3 separate regions of the Mus musculus genome follow, and regions 1 and 3 are each linked to region 2. Evidence: chromatin contacts called from public Hi-C data. All regions are on one chromosome and are shown on one strand. The core of a region is the stretch at or near the end of the contact, and the rest is flanking DNA. Distances in the headings are between cores, read along the strand shown.

Region 1 (3,548 bases), core at 397-2,896, 43 kb before region 2:
AGTATCACACTCTTAAATGTATTTTTTCTTCAGGGGGTGGGGGGTGGGTCTTAGAGGGGCTTATAGAGCCCTTCACTTTATTTTTTCATTTTTTTCTGTTTAAAGGTTTTATAAGTATGTATTACTTTTATAATCAGAGTTCTTAGTAAATATGTTGCTGATTTAAAGGCTTAGGCATGTTCAAACGTCTGCAAAACTACTTATCGCTCAGTTTTAGTTTTTCTAATCCAGGAAGGCAGGCCAGTTAACTTTTCTGGTGCCAATGTGAACTTTAAATGTTTTTATTTTACCTGCTTTGTGGATGAAAAATATTTCTGAGTGGTAGTTTTCTGACAGGTAGATCATGTCTTTTTATCTTGTTTCAAAATAACTATTTCTGATTTTGTAAAATGAAATATAAAATATGTCTCAGATCTTCCAATTAATTAGTAAGGATTCACCCTTAATCCTTGCTAGTTGAAGCCTGCCTAAGTCACTTTACTAAAAGATCTTTGTTAACCCAGTATTGTAACCATCTGTCCGCTTACGTAGGTAAATGTAGACGCCTGGTGTATATGGCTTGTAGTTTTAGTGTTGGCTCTCCGTGTTGAGATTCTTTCTCAGTGTCATTCTGTGTCCTACAAGTTTCATGTAGGTTTCGATGTTAGGATGGTTAAGATGTATATAGTACAAAATGTTCAGTCTTTGATTGTTTTATGTTTGTTTGTTTTCATGACTAGTAATGGTAGTGGATACTTTAAAAATATTTTCTGAAGATCCTTAAAACCTTGGAAATTGTAACATACTGAGAAGAGTGGTTGTTTGAATATTTTTAACAACTTGTATAAGTCAATATGAATACAATCAAAAGCTAAAGTGCTTCATAGAACACGGGATTTACCTTAAGTAATTATCATGAGAGACCTCTTGTAAAGACTGGTCTATTTTACTACAGAGAACAGTTTGAGAGTGAAACTGTTACAATTTAGACTTTTTGTTGTATTTTCTAAGAGAAAGAGTATTGTTAGGTTCTCCTAACCTCTGTTGACTACTATGGTAAGTGATGTTATTTTAATTGCAAATTTAAATAGAAACCAACAGAATTAAGTAACTGACTGTCTCTCTCTCTCTCTCTCTCTCTGTCTTCTTCATGAAAATCCTTAGTTCTGTATACTGCCTTCTGCTTAGATTTAGTTATATGATCATTAGGTTACATTTGATCTAAGTTGACTAAGATTTCAATTTCAATTTATATTTCAAGCATTCTGCCAGGGAATAGTTTTAAAAATTGTTTCCAAGGCACTTCAGGTACAAGTCATATAGGTAGTTTGTTTAATCTAGTCCTTAGCCTAGGACTCAAGGACTGAATGTTTTCAAATAACACTTTTCTTGTTCTCAGAGCCTCAGTTCATTAAAACTCTTTTAAAACCTGTGTGCTGAGAGTTAAGCAAGACCTCTTTTCTTGTCTTCATGAGTTGCGAAATTGAATTCATGGAGCTGATGTGGCTAACAAGTTTATTTTAGGAATTGTTTAGAAAATGCTGTTGCTTCGGGTTCTTAAAATCACAGCACTCCAACTCTAATCAAATTATTGGAGACTTAGCAGAGCTGGTCTGAAATCACACTAAAAAAAAAAAGGTACTGGATCCTTTCCAGTATGGTTGTGTAAAAAATGGTCACTCGGAAGGTCACAGAATAACCGGCTCTGAATCACCACCCCTGAGAGAGTTCAGTGTCTGCGTGCTGATGGTCTTTTGCTGTATAAAGTTCATTCTAGAATTTTGAAGTAACCACCCGTTTTACTACATATTAGTCATGTGAATTTTGAAGTTATTTTGTAATAGTTACTTTCATTTGTTATTTACTGTGTTGATCAAGATGTGTGTGAGTGTTTAGCATTTATTAAAGTATTGTCTTTCCTCCTAGACTTTTGCCTCTTCCTGTAGTTAGGGGTAGAGGTGAGGTGAGTGGAGTGACTACAATGTGATTCGCTGGGGTAGGACAGTTTGTTGTCTTGTTAGTCACAGTGTGTTGCTCTGTTTTTTATTTTAGTAAGATTTATATTTTGAGCTCTCTGAATGGAAAGTGCCACTGCAACCTTAGCTGCATGCATTGTTCCCATTAGACCTAAGTCTTCCTGGACTTCTGAGTCCCCAGATACTGGATAAAGGAAGAGGAGAGATGGAGTAGCCTGTCTGTCACTGCTATGAGAGAAGCAAGAAAGTGGGTAGAGAAATACTTCACATTTTAGTCACATCTTCTCTTTTTAAAAAGGTAGCCATCAGTGAAGGAAAGAACTAGTCAAAAATAGGCTTGACAACCTGAATTCAGATCCCCAGAACGGGCATAAAAGCAGCCAGGTCATGGTTAGTGCACTCCTTTAATCCCAGCATTTGGGAGGCAGGGGTAGACATATCTGGGTTTGAAGCCAGCCTGATCTACAGAGTGAGTTCCAGGACAGGGAACCCTGTCTTATTCATAAAAGAAAACAAAACAAACAAAAAGCTGAGCGCACTAGCCCAAGCACCTGTAATCCCAGAATGCCTACATGAAACAGGAAGTAGCTAGGAGAATGCCCCAAAGCTCATGGTCAGTTAATGGCTTATGTATTAATGAAGAGGCACCATGGTAAACAAAGTGGGAAGGTGAGAGCCCACCAACATCCACAAGTTATCTGCTGCCTCCACACATGTAACATGGCAGGTAACCACTTACACCCAGACACATACACAAAAGAGAGAAGACCAAGAGTGTTAACACAAGAACATCTTATATACTCTTAAGTGTTAACTCTCATCCTACAACTTAGAATCCTCCATGGCTTTGTCTTGATGGAAGATCTTAGACTAAAGCTTAAAAGAGGCCCAGAACTATTACTCAGTTAAGAGTACTTGCTGCTTTTTCAGAGGACTTAGGTTCAGTTCCCAGCACCCACATGGACAAAGACACATGTAGCTCTGGTGCCCTCTTTTGGCCTTCAGGGGTGCATGCATGTGTGTATACATACACAGTCATACACAAGTACACATAAAATAAAAGTAATCTTTAAAGCTTAAATGAAACTCTTTATGTTAACTTTTACTCACTATTATTTGTTTCTCTGGATGCTTCTTGTAACAAAGCTATAAATTGTAATAAATAGTTCAACCCTTTAAAAATATTTAAATTACCTTTTCAAAAATTAGAGAAAGTATTCTTACTAAATTCAGTCGAATTTTTTCCAATAGAAACAGTCAACTTATTACCATCTTAATATTTTAGTTTGGCTCTGAAACATTTAGTGCAATGTAGATTTCTTCCTTATATAATAAAATCACTGACTATCAGAGCTAGAAATGACCTTAGAAAGTCACTTATTCACACTACCACCACCACCTTCATTTTATTGTTGAGGCAACTTAAAGGAAAGGTGATTGGCCCGAAGCTATATAGCTGATTAGTGATAGATTCCTTACTGGAAGTCTCAGGTGTTTGTCAACTCTTCATTCTATTACACTCTTATCAGGGCACAGTAAGTGGTGCTTTGTAGTTTCTACAGTAAGACGGTTGCTGATACTTTCAAATTAAAC
Region 2 (3,497 bases), core at 328-2,827:
ATATATCCACATACACATATATATGTATAATTATATGTAATTCCCCCCACCCGTAGTCTTCCTGATAAAGAGAATCTTTAAACCATACTCGAAGGAAAAAAGAAAGCAAGCAAAATTGCCAAGCTATCCATTCTCGCTGGGATCAAGTGGCCTAGTTGGGTCTTTTGGGGAGGAAGTGTGAGGAGTGTTGGAAAGGACGTGAGGAAACCAGAGATCTGGGAACAAGTGGCCCTTTACTGGGGTGGGTTGTGTTGGAGAGCTCTGAAGGGTGCTGCTAGCCTGCAGGGCTGCCAGGGCTGCGCAGGGGGCGGGGAGCCGGACGATCGGCCCGCTGAAGCCCCGGAATTCCCACGGCGGGGCTCCAGTGGACACTGTCGCCGGCCTCTCGGCGACCTCCTCGGTGGCGCCGTGGGCCCTCAGCCAGTCCGCGCAGGGCGGAAGCGCGTCCCAACGGCTGAGTAAGAGAGGCGCGGGCACGCCAGCTTGTTTACCCCACTCGGCGGCGCGCCCCTGCGGGCGCCCCGTTCACAGGAGGCGTCCGAGCCGCGGAAGCGGGGAGTCCGGCGGCGGCGATTGGTCGGCGACACGGGGAGGAGGCTGGCGGGTGGGAGGGCTGCGTGGCGCGCGCCGCAATGGCAGCCCGCCGCCGCTAGATGCCGCTGCCTCCCAACAGGAGCTGGGCCGCGGGTTCGCGGCCGACAGATGGCGCCTGCGCGTTCCATTCGCCTCCAAGTCGCCGAAGAGCGAACACCCCAAACAATCCCGAAGCGCCACCAAAAAAAAAAAAAAAAAAAAAAAAAAAAAGAAAGAAAAAAAAAAAAAAGAAAAGAAAAAAAAAAGAAAGGAAAAAAAATACAGAAAAAAGGGAAAAAAACAAAACAAAACAAAAAAAGCACCCCGCCGGATCCGACCGCCACTTTCAAACCCCCCCACGGCTCTAGACCCGCGGGAGCTTCCGTCCCTCAGTAGAACTCAAGGGTGGAAAGAAGAGGAAGGGGGAAAAATCTTGTACCAGCCCAGGGGTGAAGAAGCCCCCGGCCTGAGAAAGAAGGAAGGAGTGGGGGAGGCCAACAGTCTCCTTGCTGCCTCTGTAGACGCTGAGGGGGGAGGTAAGTTATAAAATGGCGGAGGCGAAGCTTCTAGAAGTTTGGAGGGGCACCCGGAGGGCGCGCGGCCCACCGTGAGGTGTGTGTGCTTGCGATCGGGCGAAGAGAGCGTGCGGCCGGCCGGGAGGGAGCCGAGAAGGCCGGGCGCTCCGGGGCCGGGCCGCGGCCTCGTAGGGGGCCCCGCGCGGGGCAGCGAGCGAGCGAGTGGCCGTGTCCGGGCGGGGAGCGAGCCAGCGTCGCCCCGGCCCCGCGTCACCCCCTGCCTGTCCTCTCCGTCCCCAAGTCGCTACCCCAACACTTCCAAGGAACTTGCAGTCGCCCCCTGCGTCCCCTCCCCGCCTCCTTCCTCCCGGAGCCGCTTTTTTAGCGCAAGACGCTCCCTTCTCACTCCCCTCGCTGGAAGGTTGTCCCTTCGCCTCCCTCGCCCAAGTCTCCCCCGGGGACCTCGGCGGAGGGGGCTCCCCCCCCCACGGGTGGCCCAAAATGGAGAACGCGCAGCGGCGCAAGATGGAGGCTCGGCGCCTCCGCGTAGCCTGCTCGCTCGCTTCCTCTCCTCCCGGGGCCTCTTAAGCAGCCCGTGGAGGGGGACGAGAGCCCCCCAGACTGGAGGTGGGGTGGGGGTGCCATCCCTGGCCGGGATTCGGGGGGGGGACGGGTGGAGAAGAAAGGGGCAAACCCGGGGAGGCCACGGCCCGGTGGCGTGTGGTGGCGGGGAGGGGGGGTGGTGGTGGTGGCGGTGGGAGAGCGCGCCGTGGTGGTGCGGGGAAGGAAGCGAGCAAGATGGTGGTGCTGGGAACCCGGGGGGAGGGGAGGCCGAGCAGGCTCGTTTGTGTCTATTTGGGCCTCGGACCGAGGGAGGCGAGGGAAAATCTACTCTGCTCACACCCCTCCCTCGTCCCCCCTCCCCTCTCCCTTCCCCTCCTTGCCTCCCTCCCTCCCCTCCCCTCCCCTCCCCTCCCCTCCCCTCCCTCCCCTCCCTCTCTCCCTCCCTCCCTCCCTCTCTTCCTCCCTTCCTAGAGAGGGAACAACATTCATGTGACGGGCCCCTCGGCTTCTCTCCCCCGCCCCATCATCTCCAGCGCGTGGTGGGGGAACTGCTTGGGCAAAGCGGTTGGCATCGATCTCTCCATCCTTCCCGAGGCCCCGACTTCGGTCAGTTTTCTTAGGGCACCAATTTTCGAAATCGTTTGGGGTCCGGCGGCGTCGGTCCCCAGCGCGTAGAGCTTGCCCCGAAGGGGGCCCTGCCTGCCTGGCATGGGCGGAGGGGGGGGAAGGGCGGGAGTGGAAGGCTGTTTGTTGGGGGGTTTTGGCGCCACTTTTGTTTTAGTTTTAGTGCTGCTTTTTCGTTCCCACCCCCACCCGCACTGTCTTTCTCAAGGCACGAACTGAGCTGATCCTTGCCCCAGGTAGGCAGCCTCTGTTTTCCCTCCACACTTTTATTCTTGCTTGAGGGCGACTTTCTCTTTTCTTCTCTCACGTATCCGGAGATCTGCGGACTACAATTTTAGGAGAAAAAGGGTCGGCTGGGCCATGGGAGAGAGAAGGTGTGGGAAACAGCATCAAGTAGTTCCGCAAAACTTTGAGCCCCGTTCCCATTTTCTTCTGGCCTAGAATTGTAAACGTATTGTTGATTTCGGCCTTTTTTTCCCTTTCCCTCCCGCCGCGACAATGTCTTGTTTTGCCTTTAGTTTTGATTTTTTTTATTATTTTTTTGATAAACCGCTGTACTTTCGGCATTTAGTTTCTTCTCCTTGGTGTTATATGTCATTTTATTTTTAATCCTCAACGGTAATGGGTTCTCGTGTGATTTTTTTTTTTCGGGCTTTGGTGCTCGACTTGAATTTTTAATATTGCATTAGTAGTTTCATCCGGTCTGGGAGACTTTCTTCTCCGTGGCCTAGGATGTTTTTTTATGTTGTTGCCTACTCCCTCCCTCTCCCTCCTCCTTTCTTCTGTATGTAGTTTTTAAATTGAGGGTCGTGGTTTTTGATTTAATGATTATTTCCAGCTTCTATGCTATGTCTATCAGAAACTTTTGATCTGTGGGGTTAGGTTTAAGTAAAGGAGACGCTTGTGTTGGTTTGCAATGGTTCCTTAAAATGCGCGGGCCGCCTCCTCCTCGACCCTGGTAAAACCCCATCTTCCCTTCACATTGGAGTGTAAATTCCGTACCCCCTTTCTCCCACGGACCGCCGTATTTCACAGCAGCCACACCCTGTATATATGTCTCTGTGGATTGGACTCATTATCAGCTTAATTTAGTGACTTAAACCACCATGATGGGACTTGCTTAAGCACGAAGCTTCTTTTCCTGTTTGGTCCTGGTGGCTAGTGTCGAAAGAGGAATAATCGAGGTTTCTTAATGAAACCTAGTGCGGTCCAAGCATTGCC
Region 3 (3,493 bases), core at 813-3,312, 52 kb after region 2:
CCTAATACCGATAGCTATAGAAGGTCGACTGTGGTGGTATATATCTATAATCCTAGCACTTGAGAATGAGGCAGGAGGATCAAGAATTCATAGTCATCCTTCTGCATAGGGACTTTGAGGCAAGTGTAGGATACATGAGTCTCAAAAAAATGCAAAAATAACAAAACAACAATAAAAGTTCCATAGTTAGGTTAGATTCCTCAGCAGGGAAAGGACTTGCCTTCAAACCTGAGGACTTGGCTTTGATTTTTAGAATTTACATTAAGGTGGAAGGAGTCACCTTCATAAAGAAGTCCTCTGACCTCCACCCATGACACTCTTATTGATATACACACTAATAAATATTAAAGAAGATTTCACATTTTATATTTTATGCTTTAGCCTTTTGCCCTGTCCCTCTTTGTTATATACTGGTTACTGATAGCAGACCATTGTTTATTTAGGAGATGCACCTGTGATTATCAAAGCTAGACGTGATCCCTTTCTCATGCCTAGACTTAGACTTATTTTGGTAACCAGTGTCTTTTTTTGTTTGAGTTATGTTTTTATGTAGCCTAGGCTAGCCTCACACTCATGGTGCTGAGATTATAGGTGTACAGCACCATAGGTAGCTACAAGTAGCATTCTTCTATTCTGCTGACTTGTTTTTATTTGTTCTGTTGAGGATCACACTCAAGCATATTGGCCAGTGCTATTCAGACTAACTTCAGGCACAGCATGGGATTATCATGACAGGGTTCTTTTTAGTAAACTAAGCCTTTTGTATTATATGATTTATCAAGAATGGAGAAACTTGTCCTTAAAGTGTTTTAAGATACAAAAAGCTCTTTTTAAAAACCGTGTCTGGATACGATACCATCAATTAAAAGCTAAAAAATTTTAGGCACAATACATTATAATTTAAACTTTTCTTAGGACTTCAGGACCTAAGAAAAATGTGTAAGAGCCACATTCTATTTCTTTTTAGTGTATACTTATTTGTATATGTGTGATATTTATGTTTTATGTGTAAGATGGCATATGCATGGATAGATTAATGTATGGACAGGGGTTGGGGGAGCCTCAGGTTACTGTGTCTTGAGAAATTTCAAGCAAAATTATGTATGATACAATCTTCTTTGATGTTGTATTATTACTGTAAGAGTTCTTAACATCCAGACAGATGGGAGAGAACAAAATACTTATTTTACTAAAACACATTAAGAGACACTGGGGAATTAAGCTTTTGAGTGTGAATATTTCTTGATGTTTGTGGTGTATTTATAATGACTATGTCATTTTCTCTTTAAAGGAACTGTCTTTCTTAGAGGAAGCACACTGTCATTTTACTCACATAAATATATGAATATATTTCTGACATTGGGGTGATCCAGAAGATGATAAAGAAATGATAGCAGCTCCAGAAATACCAACTGATTTTAATCTACTGCAGTAAGTACTGTGTATTATAATAACATTTACATATGTTTTTTCCACAAAATTGAAATACTAATTTTAGATCTTAATATATAAATTACCTCATGTTTTGAAAGTTAGTTTTTTTTATTGGTCCTCATTCAATTCTATTTTTGCCACTTCTGTAATATTTTGGATCTATTTTTAAAATTTACACATGCTACAACTTAGTATTAATTTTACAAATATTTATTTTATTTTCACTTGTATGTTTGTGTATATGTCTGTATGTGAGTATGTGCATGTGTATGCAGTTGCCAACTAAAGCCAGAGGAGAGCATCCGATTCCCTGGAGCTAGAGTTCCTAGAAAGTGAACACTGCAAGAGCTCTTAACTATGGAACCATCTCTCCAGCCTCTACTATTATTGGTTTTTAACGCACAATTTGGAATCCATTGTTGGCTTTGTAGTATGCCTTAGTTACTGTTTTCTTGTGGTGAAGAGACATCATGTCAGAACTCTTATGAAAAAAGCATTTAATTGGAGGCCTGCTTACAGTTTTAGAGGGCTTGTCTGTGATCATCATGGCAGGAAGCAAACTGGCACGGTGCTATCACAGTAGCTAAGCATTTGATATCCTGATCTGCAGTCAGAATGTGGGGGAGGGAGAGACTGACAGACAGACATATAGGTAGATATGGGCTGAGACAGACAGACACTGACAAACTTCCTGTGTCTGGGGTGGGCTTTGAGGTTTCAAAAGCCCACAGTGGCACACCTCATCCAACCAGACTACATCTAATCTGTCTCAAACAGTGCTAGTAATTGGAGACCAAGCATATGTGCCTATGTGGGCCGTTATCATTCAAACTACCACACGGTACTAGTTGTTTTGAGGAAGAATATCGGGTTATTAAAATGTTAAATTTTTCAGTCAGTAAGGAATGATACCATACATTAGTATTTAGATTATAGTGTCGTCTGGTTATTAAATGAAATGAGTATAAGACATCTCAATTATTTGTTGCAAAAACAAGTTATATGCATACTGGTCTAGAAAAGATGTTTGAATACTTGAGCCACCTACCTCTATTTTTCCATCCTGTCTTAAAAGTTACCTACACTGTGAGGCTGAAGAGATGGCAAGTGGTTGAGAGGACTGATTTGCAGAGCCTCCAGGTTTGGTTCCCAGCACTCACATGGTCACTTAACAGCTATCTGTAATTTAGGTTCCAGGTGATCTAACACCCTCTTTGGGCGGATTGGGAGGATTGTAGCTTGTCTTAGTCAGGGTTTCTATTCCTGCACAAACATCATGACCAAGAAGCAAGTTGGGAAGGAAAGGGTTTATTCAGCTTACACTTCCACATTGCTGTTCATCACCAAGGAAATCAGGACTGGAACTCAAGCAGGTCAGGAAGCAGGAGCTGATGCAGAGACCATGGAGGGATGTTCTTTACTGGCTTGCCTCCCCTGGCTTGCTCAGCCTGCTCTCTTATAGAACCCAAGACTACCAGCCCAGAGATGGTCCCACCCACAAGGGGCCCTCCCCACTTGATCATTGAGAAATGCCTTACAGCCAGATCTCATGGAAGCATTTCCTCAACTGAAGCTCCTTTCTCTGTGATAACTCCAGCGTGTCAAGTTGACACAAAACTAGCTAGTACATAGCTCATGCAGTATTTTCTTTTCACTGGGAGCCAAGTGTATGCCGTGGTGCCTGGATAGCTGACATATTGGTCTATCTGGCTTATGCAGTGAGACCCTGTCTCTGTAGGAGTCACTTTATGTGCATACATGTGGTGTGTACTTGTTTGTTTGTTTGTTTGTTTGTTTTTGAGACCAGGTCTAAAAAAATTATGTAGCCCTGGCTGGTCTACAACTTACCACAGATCTGTCCATGTCTGCCTCTCAAGTGTTTGGATTAAAGATGGTGGTGCATCACTGTGTTTATATTAAGTAGCTGTTTTTATATTAAGCGATAATTCCATGAGGTGTCTCAATTAAAAGTAAGACTTTAAATTGCCCAGTAGATCTGTTTAGCTCTATTTTATGTATATGCAATCCAGTTAGATTCTTTATGAAGCTTGATTTAGTA

Evidence for each region. Hi-C and Micro-C count contacts between places; a contact is called where the count stands out from the background.
Region 1: a contact with region 2 is called in a Hi-C map of liver, with 2.2 times the contacts expected there. The contact joins the enhancer-like site here to the promoter of Stag2 in region 2. A contact is called at or near these places in 3 of 39 promoter capture datasets (3T3-L1-derived adipocytes and liver), 13 of 484 Hi-C or Micro-C datasets (the 3T3-L1 cell line, the AML12 cell line, the G1E-ER4 cell line and 6 more), 7 of 115 datasets of contacts at active chromatin or transcription factors (the SCID.adh cell line, embryonic fibroblasts, embryonic stem cells and 2 more) and 3 of 9 other capture datasets (adipose tissue, liver and pancreatic islet).
Region 3: a contact with region 2 is called in a Hi-C map of CD8 T cells, with 3 times the contacts expected there. The contact joins the enhancer-like site here to the promoter of Stag2 in region 2. A contact is called at or near these places in 4 of 39 promoter capture datasets (the 3T3-L1 cell line, embryonic stem cells and pre-B cells), 2 of 15 datasets of contacts at CTCF or cohesin (CD8 T cells and pro-B cells), 64 of 484 Hi-C or Micro-C datasets (the AML12 cell line, B cells, the Ba/F3 cell line and 44 more), 18 of 115 datasets of contacts at active chromatin or transcription factors (the 230-238 cell line, CD4 single positive thymocytes, DN3 thymocytes and 13 more) and 3 of 9 other capture datasets (adipose tissue, liver and pancreatic islet).

What each region holds. Positions count from the first base shown.
Region 1 is chrX:42,105,700-42,109,247 of GRCm38.p6, forward strand. Xiap (X-linked inhibitor of apoptosis) reads left to right here. Exons shown (of 8, transcript NM_009688.3): 8 at 1-3,548. Among named protein-coding and RNA genes, the nearest start is that of Xiap, 40 kb to the left of the region's middle. Within about 2 kb of position 1,647, at least 11 of the 459 cell types and tissues checked have an H3K27ac peak or open chromatin away from gene starts, as enhancers often do. A contact at or near this core is called in adipose tissue, hepatocytes and liver, where this site is marked.
Region 2 is chrX:42,148,577-42,152,073 of GRCm38.p6, forward strand. It overlaps Stag2 (stromal antigen 2), which reads left to right and starts at 1,578. Exons shown (of 34, transcript NM_001290713.2): 1 at 1,578-1,715.
Region 3 is chrX:42,200,564-42,204,056 of GRCm38.p6, forward strand. It overlaps Stag2 (stromal antigen 2), which reads left to right. Exons shown (of 34, transcript NM_001290713.2): 2 at 1,292-1,431. The coding sequence starts at 1,388. Among named protein-coding and RNA genes, the nearest start is that of Stag2, 52 kb to the left of the region's middle. Within about 2 kb of position 2,063, at least 9 of the 459 cell types and tissues checked have an H3K27ac peak or open chromatin away from gene starts, as enhancers often do. A contact at or near this core is called in CD8 T cells, CD8 central memory T cells, DN3 thymocytes and 2 more, where this site is marked.